Linked DNA regions of Hordeum vulgare: region 2 is linked to region 1. A link is a contact called in public Hi-C data. All regions are on one chromosome and are shown on one strand. Each heading gives the region's core, a stretch centred on a gene start, on an enhancer-like site or on the middle of the called end of the contact. The rest is flanking DNA. Distances are from core to core; before and after follow the strand shown.

The links. Hi-C and Micro-C count contacts between places; a contact is called where the count stands out from the background.
Region 2: a contact with region 1 is called in a Hi-C map of leaf, with 6 times the contacts expected there. The contact joins the promoter of LOC123426705 here to the promoter of LOC123426704 in region 1. A contact is called at or near these places in 4 of 6 Hi-C or Micro-C datasets (leaf and seedling) and 1 of 1 datasets of contacts at active chromatin or transcription factors (embryo).

Annotation. Positions count from the first base shown.
Region 1 is chr2H:472,579,316-472,587,264 of MorexV3_pseudomolecules_assembly, reverse strand. LOC123426704 (exocyst complex component SEC5B-like) reads left to right here and starts at 2,999. Exons shown (of 21, transcript XM_045110576.1): 1 at 2,999-3,530; 2 at 5,868-6,025; 3 at 6,870-6,967; 4 at 7,060-7,254; 5 at 7,359-7,486; 6 at 7,589-7,747. The coding sequence starts at 3,141.
Region 2 is chr2H:472,769,211-472,777,159 of MorexV3_pseudomolecules_assembly, reverse strand. LOC123426705 (ubiquitin carboxyl-terminal hydrolase MINDY-3) reads right to left here and starts at 4,466. Exons shown (of 7, transcript XM_045110577.1): 1 at 3,680-4,466; 2 at 338-416. The coding sequence starts at 4,167.

The DNA of each region.
Region 1 (7,949 bases), core at 1,750-4,249:
CGAGGCATCCCCAAGGTAATATACAAGGAAGGCTCAAGCATCTAAGCTTTGGAATGCCCCGGAAGACATCCCCTCTTCCGTCTTCAATACTACCGCTATACCTTACTTGGAGCTATATTTTTATTCGTCATATGATATGTGTTTTGCTTGGAGCGTCATTTTTTTGTTATTCTCTATTATATGTTATTCATACTCATGTTTTTAAATAAAATATTCCAAGAATTACCTTTAGAATGCTTCAATTGCATGTGTGAGGAGTGCTGTAAAAAAACAGAAACTTTTGCTCTAGTATTTGAATTATGAGTTTTACTTGAATGTGGGAACTTTATGATTTTTTTACACATAACTATCATACAAATTCTTTAGTTTGTCATAAATTGTCAAAAGAAATTGGAGGTACAGAAATACACATCTTAAATTGATTACTACATACTGTTCTGTTTAGACAGACTCATGTCATAGTTTTATTATCTACTTATCCTAGAGTTTTCATGGCTTATATTGGTAGATATAAATTGTGAAAATGATAGTATACAGTACCTAATGTTTTGAAATCATTATGCATCTTTTCTTGACAGTACATGAAGTGTAGATTTATTCTTATGTGTACTAACCTAACTCACGAGTTCTTTTCAAGTTTTGTGTGGATGAAGCTTTTGAGACTTAGGTGAAACCGGGGCATGAGAGGATTGAACGGGATATACAAGCTCAAGCTTGGGGATGCCCAAGGCTCCCCAAGTAAATACTACAAGAAGTATGAAGCATCTAAGATTGGGGATGCTACACATCCCACCTATCTTCGTCAACAATTATCGGTTAGCTAATGTTGATCCTAAGTTTTCATTCGTTCACATGTGCTATTCTTGGATCATATTCATCGAACGTTAAACGTGTGACCTTACGGGTTCGAGAATCATGTGGACATGACCGAGACTCCTATCCGGTCAAGAGCCAATGACGGGACCTGGATGCCCATATGGGTTCCTACATATTCCACGAAGATCTTTAACAGTTGAACCATGATGTCAATGATTCAATCAACCTCGTATGGAATTCCCTTTGTCCGACGATATGTTACTTGCCTGAGATTCGATCATTGGTATCTCCATACCTAGTTCAATCTCGTTACCGGCAAGTCTCTTCGAGACGAAATAGGATTTTCTCCCGCTTTATATTATAAAGCCTCGACCAAAGCATACAAGACACCATAAGGTTCAACGCACACCCCCACATGCCAGACTGCAAATAACCAGGGCCATAGTACAACCCAAAACATGAAGTCTTGCTGGGGGAGCAGCACAAAAATCTCCAAAGAAGAGTCTAATGACAGCTATGCTAATCTGGCTCCGGGAGAGGAGGAGGTAGCGGTGGTGAGGTCATGCGGGCGACGACGACTCTCAATGCTGCTCTCAATGCATGCTTCTTGTGATGTTGTATTAGCGAGAGGCTGAGAGACATTTCTCTCGCACAAAAATACCTGCAGAGCACCTTTACGATCACCCAGTTATGAAGTGATGTTTGGATACATATTAGGTATTCTTCGGGTGTTAGGGAGTTGCATGATTTCATGGTTTAAGGAACAGATACTTGACATGAAGAAAGCCATAGCAATTGAACTTTAGTGACACGACCACATGCTAAGTTTACGGATGGGTCTTGTCCATCACATCATCCTTCTAATGATGTGATCCCATTATCAAATGACAACTCATGTCTATGGTTAGAACACCTTAAACATCTTTGATCAACGAGCAAGTCTAGTAGAGACTCACTAGAGACACAATGTTGTTTATGTATCCGCATATGTATTTAAGTTTTCGGTCAATAAAATTTTAGTATGAATAATAAGAACTTATTATGAACAAGAAAATATGATAAAAACAATTTATTATTACCTCTTGATCATATTTAAAAAAAAAGACACCAACAGACTTGTGGATTACCTTTTATGCAGTGCTTTCTTTATAGCCACGTAGCCAGGCCTCATGCTGCATATGATCATCCATCCGGATCCCAAGGGATATCGAATTATCGATCCTGAGTTGGATGCCTACCTCCGACCAGGGTTGAGAGCACCTCATAGCAGAGCTTGGTCGGAGGAGCACTCGCTTATGGTGCATCGACATCATGTACTCTATGGGCGTGTTTGGTTCCCTGGGTAGCTTCTGGCTGCATCGCATGAGGGATCCAGGATGAGCATGGCCAGGTTGACTTGATTCAAAGATGAGAAGAGATGAGTGTTTGGTGAACATGCATGAGATGGCTGCACGAGATGGGGAATGGAGATCGGCAGGGCGGGGCGGTAGGATCCGGCGCGCAGCGACTTGACCACGGCAGGACGACAGCGGCGCCTGGAAGAGGAGGGCAGCGGCGGCGCCTGGGAGAGGACGACGGCGGCGCCTGGGAGAGGAGGACGGCGGCGGCGCCTGGCAGAGGAGGACAGCGGCGGCGCCTGGGAGAGGAGGGCAACGGCGCCTGGGAGAGGAGGGCAGCGGCGCCGCCTGGGAGAGGAGGGCAACGACGACGCGTGGGAGAGGGCGGCGGCGGCGGCGCCTGGGAGAGGAGGGCAGCGGCGACGCGTGGGAGAGGGCGGCGGCGCGTGGGAACGGAGGGCAACGGCAGCGGCGCGTGGGAGAGGAAGGCAGCGGCGGCGCGTGGGAGCGAGCGAGCCTGCACGCGAGCTACGCTCGAAACGTGCGTATCTCTCAGCCTGGCTGAGAGGCTACTTTCTGCATCAGCTGGACCAGGCCGAGATAGCCACACAGTTTACCAAACAAGCTGAAAGTTGCATCCGGGATGCCATGGTGCAACCCACCCAACCAAACACGCCCTATGTGAATTCGTACTCGCTCGTGCTCAGCCTGCGTGTACCGCTACCGTATCCTTCTCAGCTTCTGGCCGGTACGCCACGGCCACCGGAACCGGTTCCATTCGTGTCCGCATCCAATCCAAGCACGGACGAGCGAGACGAACCATTCCGCACTTCCGCCTTTGAACCGCCGTTGGGTCCAGCAAACTCCGTCCCGTCTTTCCGTGCGCGCAGTGCACATCTCCCACCACCACCAGGCGTCGAAATTTCTCCCTCTCACTGCCCTTCCCCCTCTCCTCCAGATCCAGGCCCCGACCCGACACCTCCGGCCATGAGCGACAGCGATGTCGACGAGGACGAGCTCCTCCAGATGGCGCTACAGGAGCAGGCCGCCCGGGACCTCAGCCACCAGCGCCCGGCCGGCGCGAACAAGCCCGTCGTCAACCTCGTCCGCCCGCCCGCGCCCTCCTCCCGTGGCGGCAACGCCCGCGGGGGCGCCAAGGGGCGCCAGCCCAGCCGCGAGGGCGACGAGGACGACGACTCCGATGTCGAGATGCTCTCCATTTCCTCCGGCGACGAGGACGGCGCCCCCGCCCGCGAGCGCGGGGCCCCGCCGCCCCGCGGGGGCGGCCGCGCCGGTGCTCGGAGGGCCGCGTCGCGGGACGATGCTGATCTCGACGACGCCGAGCCCAGGAGCTGGAAGCGTGTCGACGAGGCTGAGGTACGGATTGCAGAGATCCCGATCCCGGGGTTGCCTTCTGTGGTGATCGTACGCTTTGATCACCCGGTCAATTCTGCTTCTCTCGAGGGTTTCCAGGGAAATGAGCCAGAGGGTAGATTTTCTTGATTTTAACAGTGTCGGGTCGTGGTTTGATTGCTAGATTTTGGCCACTGGCGTCAAGCTTGTACTGCTATTTCGCTTTGAACATGCGCATCATTTTAGCTCCATTTAGATTATATAGCGTGTGCCCTCAATTGCGTGTGTTAGTTTTGTGACACTGCAGAGTAAGCTTGCTTGTTTGGGCAGGGGCATTTTTGGCGAGGGTGTAGTTTAATCATGTGAGTTGCATTCCACATTTCCACTTAGCCTAATTGTATCTTCATGAGATTTGGACGCTGAACATGGAGATTGACATAATCATAGCCAGTGTTTATACAACTTTGCTAATGTGTCATAAGCAATGGCAATGCTAGGTTCATTACAGCAACTGTACTGGTGTGGTTACGATTGCCATCTGTTGGTGCTAAGTGTTTCCTCTGTATGTTGCTGAACAAGACTAACAACTTCCATTTGGGTTTCTTCTAGCTGCAAATTCACATAATTCCTGTACATCACATATATTATTCATAAGTGTCTGCAGTCCTACTCAGTAGAATGGTCATGTTAAAATGATCCACTGGACTCAGCTTAGGGCGTGTTTGGTTGGGGAACTAAGTGGAATGGAATGTCACGGTTCCATTCCACTGGAATGGGTGGGTTCCGTTCCTTTGTTTGCTTCTGAGCAATTAGGTTAAATGGAACGGTTCCATTTTAGTGTTTGGTTGGAGAGATGGAAGGGAATGGATTTGGTTCAGCTCACCCCTTGCATAGGAATGGTGAGATTACCTCTCACATATAGCTCTTTGCATCTTTAGCAAACAATAGGACAGGAGAATATATTGTCAAAATCTGTAAAAAAGAAGTTATCCACTCATATAGATGTGAAAGATCTGCAGAATCCTAGTCACCCAAACAAAATATCTTGGTAGTTATGGAGGGTATACAATTGTCTCCCTCTTTTCTGTTTTTCTCCCATTTGTTCATACAATCATGTACTCCAAAATTTATAGTTCTTATCTGCAAAAAGTACGTCTTTCCAAGAATTAACATGGGTATTAATATTATCAAGTAACCCAGCACTGTGTCGTGAAGCACTGAATGCTTCAGCATAACTGCATGAGATCGCATAAAAATGCAGCCCGATGTACACAAGAAATGCCAAATTGTACAACTGTTGCAACTAGCATTTTATACAAACCTAAAACCGTATCCCAGACCAATCTACATATCGCTGTACGCTTCTTAGCCATGTCAATTCATGAGTTGTTTTCAGTAACCAAGACTGTGTGGTACGAAAAAGTCTCAGTCTGCAAGATAGACTGGCATCACCATTGATGAAGCCGCAAGAGAATTTAACTTGCTGCTACGCTGGTGGGGCCGCATGCCTCTGTGTGCTCCATGGGCCCTCTGATGCACAGCAGCAGGAACAGCGCATGCAGCAGCAACCCATCCATGGGCTTTCAGCCGCCATTGCCATCGTCTGCAAACAGGGCAAAGCAGTAACAGCCTCATCTCCGGCAGGCCCCAGCTGGCGACTGTACGTACCGAGCTGTACGCCTTGGACCTGTCCAAGAACTGGCTCGCCGGTGGCATCCCTGATGAGTTCTTGGGGAGGAGCTTGAGATGACTATGGCAGCGGCTCCCTTAGCGCCGAGCTCGAGGCGGAGGAGGGGCGACTGTGGGACAAATTCTGGTAGGCACGCGTCAGGGAGCCAGATAGAAGCGGTGGGAGCACAAGGCGCCAGAGCATCTGAGAGTCAGCAGCTACATGGTCTCTCCATCAACGTGGTGGCTACGTTGGCTAGCTCGAGGGAGGGAGAGGGTAGGGGAATCATGTGGACTGAGGCTAGGTCTGGGTGAGCGGTGATTTTTTTTGTGTCGCTAATTCCAGCGAGAACGTGTAGATTCCACCGATTCGGAGGTATCACCTGGTTCCGAATCTGGGGTATATCCCCTTTGGTGCATTCCGCTCCTCCACAGCCAAACACAGTAATGAGCTCCAAGTATAGAACAGTTCCATTATATTCCACTTGAAGTGCCCAACCAAACACACCCCTAATCTCAGCTGTTCAACCTTGATGTCTCTTTATACATCATCTTCATATATCTCTGCATTCTTTGATAATAATTACCAAGTGCCTTGAACATGAAGTTTTATTTCACATGCTATATTGCACTTTTTTGTTTCCATATTCATGCAGAAAAGGCCTAACGCTCATCCGCCTTTGCTTCGGCCAGCTTGCTCGCAGGGTTCGGGAAATGCGTGAAGCAAGAGCAGCGCCTAGCATTCAAGCACTTGATCAGAAAGCGGCAGCAGCAACAGCAGCTCGAAAGGCGCTCACAAGTGTACAGACTTTACCTAAAGGCGTGGAGGTTTTGGATCCATTAGGCCTTGGGTAAAACTATCTGGGTCATCAAACATTTATATTCAATTAAATCCGTGTTCTATTTCTAGTACTCCAATCATATCACAACTGGAAAATATTTTGTAAAAGAAATAAGTCCAGTTCATGCTCAGTTCTCACCTACCAGTGCATCCCTTGCACCAAAAGGTGCACCTTGGCTTCACGTGTATTCTATGAATGCCCCATGTGAATTTTTGATGAGTATCCTGCTGCTATGCGGGTACAAATATTTCTTTTCAATGTCTTTTGTGATTGTGGATGAGTACGCACAGACTGTCAAATCCTATATGCCTTGGCCTTAAAGACACTTTTCTGGATACTAGCTTCTGACCCAGAAGCCAATACATTTTTTGTTTTGCTTTGTTGGAGAAGTTCGAAGCCAGCTTAAGCTGGGGTGGGTTGGACAATCAGGTAAAAAGCTAGAGAAGCTAGGAGGGATCAGCTTTCTAGACTAGTGGAGAAACGCTAGGAGGGATCATCTTCTTTGTCATTCTTTGTGATAGCTGTTTCTCCAAAAGGCAAGTGGTGAAGAAGCCCGGTATTTAGACTGGCTTCTTCATCTGCTTTTAGAAGCTGAAGTAGAAGCCTGGCCAGTTAGGCATCGTCATTCATGAAAATATTTGTGAATCACAACGTGTTTTTAGAACTTGTTAAAGTAATGAACATGACCTTGATAGCGATCTAACTCAATAGCATCGATAGTGCTGTGCTGTGCAGTGCAGTGTCTGTGTCACAGGCTATGTAACACAGGGAATCAAAATAACCACATGTTTATTTTCTGTTCTTCTACGTCTATTGCTTTTTCATGATTAGATAATGCTTATTTTCTTACCAGTATCATGGATAATAAGTCCCTGCGGCTAATCACTGAGTCTTCAGTAAGCTCTCCAGTTTCAAGGGAGAAATCCCAGGGCTTGGACCCCAGTATGCGAGGTATGCCTGTTCATCATACGCAATATGCAATATCCCTTTCTTTATTATTGTTCTTTATTAACAAATGGTATATTTTTTTTGCACATTTGCAGAGAAAGTTATATATTCTTCTCCTCATTTTGATCCCAAGGTTTTTCTTTCGTGGGTCCACAAAGATACAAGTGCTGCTGATTTAGAGTCTGGTGCTCTTACCTTGAAAACTGATCTCAAAGGGAGAACGCAACAGAAAAAACAACTAGTCAAGGAGAATTTTGATTGTTTTGTCTCGTGCAAAACCACAATAGATGGTATTAGTTTTGTTGTTACCTCTACTTATTGCTGCTACATGTGTTGTCATTTAAATTCTGTACAATGTCCGCATCTCCTTGTAAATATGCTAGTTTTTCTGCAGACATCGAGTCGAAACTGAGACAGATAGAAGACGATCCTGAAGGTGCAGGTACATCTCACTTATATACAGTCACTCAAAAAATTAGCGGTGTGGCAAATCGTGCATTTGAGCCTCTATTTGAGAGGCAGGTAAACCAACTAAACTTTCTCTGGAGCTACTTCTCATTTGTCTTGATTGGTATTTCTGCAAGATTCCTTCTTGAGTGTACTAAAGTAAACCCCCTTATACAGGCCCAAGCTGAGAAGATCAGATCTGTTCAAGGAATGCTTCAGAGATTCCGGACATTATTTAACCTGCCAAGCGCAATTCGTGGCAACATTAGGAAAGGAGAGTATGATCTAGCTGTCAGAGAGTACCAGAAAGCAAAATCAATTGTTCTTCCTTCTCATGTATGCCAACATCTTAGTTTATTGTAGATGCACCTATCATCATACAATTAGGAGTTATGGGAATGGGCAGGGTGTACATGCTTACTGGTCAGTGTCTTTCCAATACAACCTTGGGGATCTAGTGGGGACCATGGACCAGTGATATCCATCATATATTCCTACAGCATTACCGTCCTAGATTGCTATCTCCCCTCTATTTGCT
Region 2 (7,949 bases), core at 3,217-5,716, 190 kb before region 1:
TAGGTGTGGGGGCAGAGCTTGGTTGAGACCAACCTGGGCCTTGGCCCCTCCTGCGATTGTAAATTCCCTTGGTTAAGTAGCACTACGTGGAAGTTTTTTTGGCTAACCGTGAATTGAAATCACTACTTAATCATACACAAATCAGTGTTGACCCCTCCTCAGTTTAGCTCTGTGTTGAGTTGGCAGTTCATAGTATTGACCAAGTTCAGGCAGTCCAACTGAAGTGACACCCATTTAAGGTGTGGAAACATGTAGAACAATTCTAGACACCAAAAATGCCCACAATAACACTCAATCAAAGTATCAAACACAATTAGCTAAAGCAACAATGATGTACCTGCACTGTAGCTAAGACGCCACAAGGGCCACCTTCATGTTGTACCAGTCCCATAGCTGTTTCTGGGTCAGAGCTGAACCTGCATACATTTTAACAATAATTAGACAAATAGCATTCATTTGTATGACTGCAATGAAACTGTATGATATTTTCAAGAAACTGTATGCATTAATTTTTAGTGGCACAGGCATGCAAATTCCTGTTAACTGCCAAATCTGAAAATTTTCCTACTTCATGGCTAGAACTTGCCAGCAATCAGAGTCATAATTCAAAATAAATACACTTTTTAACTCCAACTCAGAACACCAATATACCAAAGGCATATGTTAAAACTTCATGCGTTAAGTCAGTTGCGCAAAAACTTATTCAAACTAAAAGGTCCCTTTGATGTGTGGAGAGAGTGTAGACATGGGACCCAAGTTGGATTCAGAGGAACGAAATAAAATTGGTCAAATCAATCCTAGAAAGCTTAGAATTAAAAAATGTTCATTTCAGAACTGGAGCTCCTGAAGGGTGCTTCACCCAAAATGCTTGATGCTCTGGGCTGTACGGTTCTCCCATACTATTCCCATGCAAAAAATAGCAGTGGCTTACAATTGTTGCACATAGGCCCTTTGATCGCTATAAAACTAATTTTTCTCAACTACCAATGCAGAATTATGAAGATATTTGCAACTCCAGCAGCACTTATTTTCACAAATACCCCTAACAAAGTTACCCTTGATGGCATCTAACATGGTATTAGCTAGCCCTGACGAACGCCCATCTTTTGTAATGGACAACATGACACAAGTTCTTATCCAGGGTTGTTCCATTTCCTGGCAGTACCGGCCAGTTACTGCCAGGAATGGGGCAGTGCCAAGGTAATACAAATTGGATGGTTTATTTTGAATTTAAATTCCTTTATTAAAAAAGGTATGCAGTATCTTCTAGCTGATATGATCACATACAGAATGGATACGGCAAGAAGCTATAATTGATACAACAAAGAAGCATGAATTAACATCACTACTTAAAAATTGAGGTTGATGAGACCTTTTGTGTTGTTTATTTCAAATTCTGAAATCCAAAACCATCAGAATTTGACCAAACCCCACTGGTAACCGGTCAAAACTGGATTCCAAACCCTGGCAGGAAGAGCACAGGAAAGTGAACCTTTTTTTCGACAAAACGCAATGCCTCGTTGTATTTAAAAAAAGGTAGGAAAAGTTAATTAATTACACATCCAGGTGGGCAGATGCAGGGAAAAAAGGCAGAAAAACAAGGTCCTCGGGGAATCAGTGGAACATCCCAACCCTCTGGCCGGCAAGCAGCCAGCCCTGCAGTGCCGGCTTAACCCAATATTTCTCGCGTCCAACATCAAGATGCTTCCATCAAATCACTGTGAAAATTTACTAGTACTGGAAGCTCATGAATGGCATGAATATTAAACTATAGAGCACGACCAGTGTCATCTTTAATTTCTGGTTTCTGCAATTGAAACTGCCAGGATATATAGAACGTTTCTCGTAATTGGATTGGAAAAGAGGAACTATCAATATTTAACTTAACAATACCGACAAGAAACAACAAAAAGTAATGCAAGTCAGAGAACACATCTCCATGCACATCTATTCTGCCACGAGAAAAGAAAAAATTATGGAACTTACATTTTGCCATGCATGGGGTATTTATTAACTACCAAATTGTGTTCTCCATATATGCTATGGCAATGTTTCATATGTATACTACTACCTCCGTCCGGGTTTAAAGGGCCGGAGGGCCACGGCGTGCAGTCCGGATTTTTTAATCTGGGTAGTTATTGCGCTGTGCTAATTCGCATGGATTAACAAACATTAGTACTGGGATACGTGGGGACGGGTGAAAGAGCTGGCATGCGAGCGCGCTGGTTGGCTGACCGCACGGCTGCGCGGGAGGCTAACGATTAATGCATTAATTGGAGCAAATTATGGTGCATTACTTTGTGTACCACTGTGCTGCCTTGGTCCTGGAGAATCTATCGGACAGCCCTTTAAACCCGGAGAGGTAGTATAAATGAGTACAGTTAAGCATGCCCAGATGCCAATCTGAATAATCTCAAGGACAACCTCTTGTTCTCTTAGTCTCTTACCATGATTCGTTTCTCAAAGATACACATAACCATGTAGATCATTTTGAATCATGACTATCATACGCTCGCAGAAAGAACTAAAATAGATAATATATTTCCACATCAGTCTGTCTTCACGGAACACTGAGCCATGAATTGGACACCCAATCCACGAGTATTCAGGGACAGTGGGACACTAAACCCTAATCTCATAAACACATGTCTAACGCTAATTTCTAGGTTGCCCATCAGAACAGAAACTTAACATAACCTACTTAGACAATTAAAGCAACGAAGTCACCAAAGTCCATTATCTTACAGATATGGGATGTGAAATCAGAGCGGATATGGAAAGATGTCGCTCATTTTGTACCCTAAACCACATTTTTCCGTGGGAGTCGGAGTTGGACATGTGTATTGCCCGATATCAGTGAAATGCAAATATTACCGGTCAGGCAGTCACGAATATTAATCAAACAAGAACCGTATGGAATATATTGCAATATAAAGATCAATCAACCATATAATCTCCAAAATGCAACTACACCAATAATTCACCAAGGCAAATTTACTCGTAAATATATGATTTCCACTTGTTGTACAATGACACTGGATGACATGTACCATGCAAGACAATGTGAAATTAACCTACCAAAGGCGCCTTTCCAAGAAAAATATGTAGAAGTACAGCATGAGCATGGTCAATAGTCACACAAGCAATGTGAAATTAACCTACCAAAGGCGCCTTTCCAAGAAAAATATGTAGAAGTACAGCATGAGCATGGTCAATAGTCATACTCCCTCCGTTCCTAAATATAAGTCTTTTAAGCGATTTCACTAAGGGACTACATACGGAGCAAAATGAATGAATCTACATTCTAAAGTATGTCTATATACATCCGTATGTTGTCCTCTAGTGAAATCTCTAAAAAGACTTATATTATGGAACGGAGGGAGTACAAGCTATGGGGCAGGGCCTCAAAAAGGCGGGATATGATCGGTGGGCTAAGATCTATATGCTAAGCAAGTTAGCTTGTCCCAAATATCGTAGATTATATTATCCGAATAGTTCCATTACAAGACCGGATATCACTCATCCTATATCATATCCCATATCCTATTCGGGGATCAGACGTTAATGCAGATATCTGTTTCGGTGAACAGATAAGTGCTCCAGAAACCAAAGTATCCCCTCTGTTTTTCACCCATACATACACATATTAATAAGGCTGGTGTACCAAAGAAAAGCTCACCTGATACCCTGATTGCTCCACTGCGCCAGCACTGCCTTTGAAACCCCGCCCCCAAACACCATGACCCAAAGTTTCTCAGCAAGCTCCGGATGCAACTCCTCCCCTTTCTCCTCCTCTCCCGCATCTACCTCCACCTCCACTTCCGCCTCCTTCACATCCTCCATAGGCACCGCGGTTGACTCCGACTCCACCTTCACGTCCTCCTTGGCGCCCTCCGGGGCGGAACTTTGCTCCGCCACCACGGCCGCCGGCTGCGACGGCGGCGGCGGCGCCACGACGATGGCGGCGGGCGGGGCAACGGCGCGTAGGCGCTTCTCGGCGGCGGCGGCCATGAGCTCGCGCTGCTTGCGGCGCGCCTCCGCCTCAGGCGACTCCCCGGCGGGCGATGGGGGCTTGCTGCGCTTGGGCTCGGGCTGCGCCGGCGGCGAGCCGTGGAGGCTCATACGGAGCGCCATCTGGAGCTCCTCCTCCTCGTCTCGATCCCCCATTGAAGCCGCTCCGCCGAACCCTGACCGGATCGATCCGGCTCCAAACCCAAACCCTAGGGCAGGGTTTGGCCCTGCGCCCCCGGTGGTAGGCCTCGAGCTAGGGACGAAGTGAAGCGGGGGCGGTGGTTGTTGGAATTCGGGCCTGGGGCATCGGGATCCGGGATGGCGGCGGGTCAGGAGGCCGACATGGTCGGTGTATTTGTAGGAGCGCCGTCGCGACGGCGATGCGACGGGGGGGGGGGTGTCAGAAACGGAAGTGTTCTCCCGGTGACTGTTCGGTGCGCTGCCCGCCTGCGGTTCGGGCTTGTGGTTTGGACGAACAGCCGATGACTTGTGGGTCCGAGGTAGGTCGTGGCCCAGCTGTCATAGACTGGTGGCAGATGATTCCTGGTGACTGGTTGGACGGTACGGGAGCTTTGGCTTCCCCTGCTTTGGAGTTTGGACCGTGCGGCATGAGATCCGCCTTCATCATCGGTCTTCGCTCAAGTTGAATGCATTTTCAGCCCTTTCGTGGGAGAATTTTCGTCAAAATTGTTAGATAAAAGAGTTTTTCACTGTTTTGACCTTAATCTGAAACTATAGTACTTCCTCCTTTCCGATTTATAGGGCTCAAATCTGAAATCTCATCGACCAAGGTGAATTGTGAGTGGATGACACTAGTTTAAACTAGCCAATGAAATATTTCTCACATATGTAATTTTCAAGGTAATAAATGTAGCATCATTTCTTTTATTGGACTTGCATGGTGGATGTAGAAAATTATGCATGTATAGCCACTCATCTTCTTTCTCTAAACTCTATGAATTAAATACGGCGTGAGACTCAAAGCACTTTAACTCACTTAGGTTCAAAATGAGCCTAATATAATGGAAATCTAAATTTTTTGAGATGAGCCCTATAAACCGGAAAGGAGTACAAAATAAAGTTTGTACGAAACTATTTCACGATCTGACCCATTTAAAAACGCCTAACTTGTGGCGTTGCTGTTGCATGTAAAAACGCCAGTCTATCGGGGCGTTTCTGCTCCATATTCACACGCCGAAGTAGCTCGTGTTGCAGTCCACACACAAAACGCCAGCTGTTCTGGCGTTGCTACCCACGGAGCAAACGTCATGGGGCATGGCGTTTTCGTGCTGGACACTGGAGCCCAGACACACCGGTCTACAATACGCAAGCTCCCGTTGGCTGCTTCTGTTCTTGATTATACAGTGGCAAGAACATCGTTGATGCAGTGCATCCCACTCTTTATATCATCGAGGAAATGAGCTTCTTAACCACCTTCTGTAGTCTTAAGGTATCGAAGTGTTTCAAAAAACTCATATTCATCAAAAGACATGGTCTCAGTATTGGCTTCTGATGTGGTAGCATCCTCAACACACCCCTCATGATGCTCAACTGCCCATTTCATTCCCTCAAAAAGTGCAGGAGCTCTAGATGCATTCCGGTATACTATTCCCAATCTTCTTTGCCACTTAGAGACTGCCATGCTAACAGACGTAATGCTCTCATAGACCCCTCCTCCTTGTCTTCCTTGATCCCCTCAAATAATTCTTTAAGATGTTGCACTTCCCATCTGATCTTTTCTCGAAGTTCATGCATCGTTGGAGCCCTTCCGTCATTTTCAAATGAGCTCACTATCCCAAAGAAGCGGCGTCTAATTTCATTAACACGCGACACCAGTGGCTCAAACACATCTTCCTCAATGCTTTGGTGGACAAGCATAACGACTGATGGAACCAATACTGAAGATCAAAGTATGATAAAACATAGCCGGTATGATAATACTGAAGATCAAAGTATGATAACGACTGATGTTCTTGCCACTGTACAATCAAGAACATAAGCATCCAACGGGAGCTTGCGTATTGTAGACTGTTGTGTCTGGCCTCCAGTGTCCAGCACGAAAACGCCATACCCCATGGGTGTTTGCTCCGTGGGTAGCAACGCCATAACAGTTGGCGTTTTGTGTGTGGACTGCAACGCGAGCTACTTCGGCGTGTGAATATGGAGCAGAAACGCCCCGGTAGACTGGCGTTTTTACGTGCAGCAACAATGTCACGGGTTATGGCGTTTCTAAAAGGGTCAGATCGTGAAATAGTTTCGTACAAAGTTCATTTTGTGCTATAGTTTCAGATTAAGGTCAGAACAGTGAAAAACCCTAGATAAAACGAGATAAATGAGACACGAGAGACAAGATTTTTTACGTGAAAACCCTTGTGGAAGAAAACCACGAACGCACGAAGGCGTAATCACTATAAGGATGGAGTATTACAAGCACGAGACGACAAACCATCTTTAGATGCGACTACATGGAGTATATATGAGAGGCAATGCATGAGAGTCCTTGGAGGACAAGTAAACAAGTTGTACTCGTACGCGTCGGTACCAACACAATGGTCCACACCGTTTGTACTACGTCTAGTCCATCACAATTTAACAATCTCCACCTTGAGCCAAATTCCCTCGAGTAGTCGAAGAAAGTGAATAACTCCATCCAAATCAGCATAAACACCTTGTGCGTCAAAAGTCCAAAGGACTAGTGAGAAATACCAACTAAGCCCGAGCAAAGCTCAAACTTATTGGTAGGAACTGGCTTTGTCATCATATCAGCTCGATTATCATGAGTACTTATCTTGCATACCTTCAAATCACCTTTAGCAACAACATCTCGAACATAGTAAAATCTGACATCAATGTGCTTTGTTCTCTCATGATACATTGGATTCTTTGTAAGATATATAACACTTTGACTGTCCAAAAATATGGTAGGGCAAGATGAATCTCCACAAAGCTCGGCGTACAAACCTCTCAACCAGATAGCTTCTTTGCATGCCTCAGAAATAGCCATATACTCGGCATTAGTAGTGGAACAAGCCATAATAGACTGCAAAGTTGCTCTCCAACTCACAACACAACCACCAATGGTGAAAACATAACATGTGAGTGATCTTCTCTTGTCCAAATCACCAGCAAAATCAAAATCAACAAAACCAACAAGTCCATCTCCAGTTTCTCAAACTGTAAATAAACATTAGAAGTACCTCGCAGGTATCTGAAAATCCACTGATTGCTTTCCAATGCTCTTTTCCAGGATTATCCATGTACTCCATCCTTTCCGGTTTATAGGGCTCAAATCTGAAATCTCATCAACCAAGGTGAATTGTAAGTGGATGACACTAGCTTTAACTAGCCAATGAAATATTTCTCACATATTCAATTTCCAAGGCAATAAATGTAGCATTCTCCTTCTCATTGGACTTGCATGATGGATGTAGAAAACGATGCATGCATAGCCACTCATCTCCTTTCTACAAACTCTATGAATTAAATATGACGTGGGACTCAAAGCACTTTAACTCTACTAGACTCGAAATGAGCCTAATATAATGGAAATCTGAAAATTTTGAGATGAGCACTGTAAACCGGAAAGGAGGGAGTATCTACTAACAACACTGAGTGCATAAGATAAATCAGGACGAGAACGAACCATGGCATACATAAGTGAACCAACTGCACTTGAATAGGGAACTCTATACATGTACTCAATATCGGAATCTGACTTAGGACATAAGGCTGATGATAATTTGAAGTGTGCAGCTAACGGAGTACTTACTGACTTGGTATTATGCATACTAAAACGACGAAGAACTTTATCAATATATCCCTTCTGACTTAGATATAATTTCCCAGACGGTCTATCTCTGGATATTTTCATGCCAAGTATTTTCTTTGGTGCACCCAAATCCTTCATCTCAAATTCATTACTCAATTGCTTCTTTAGT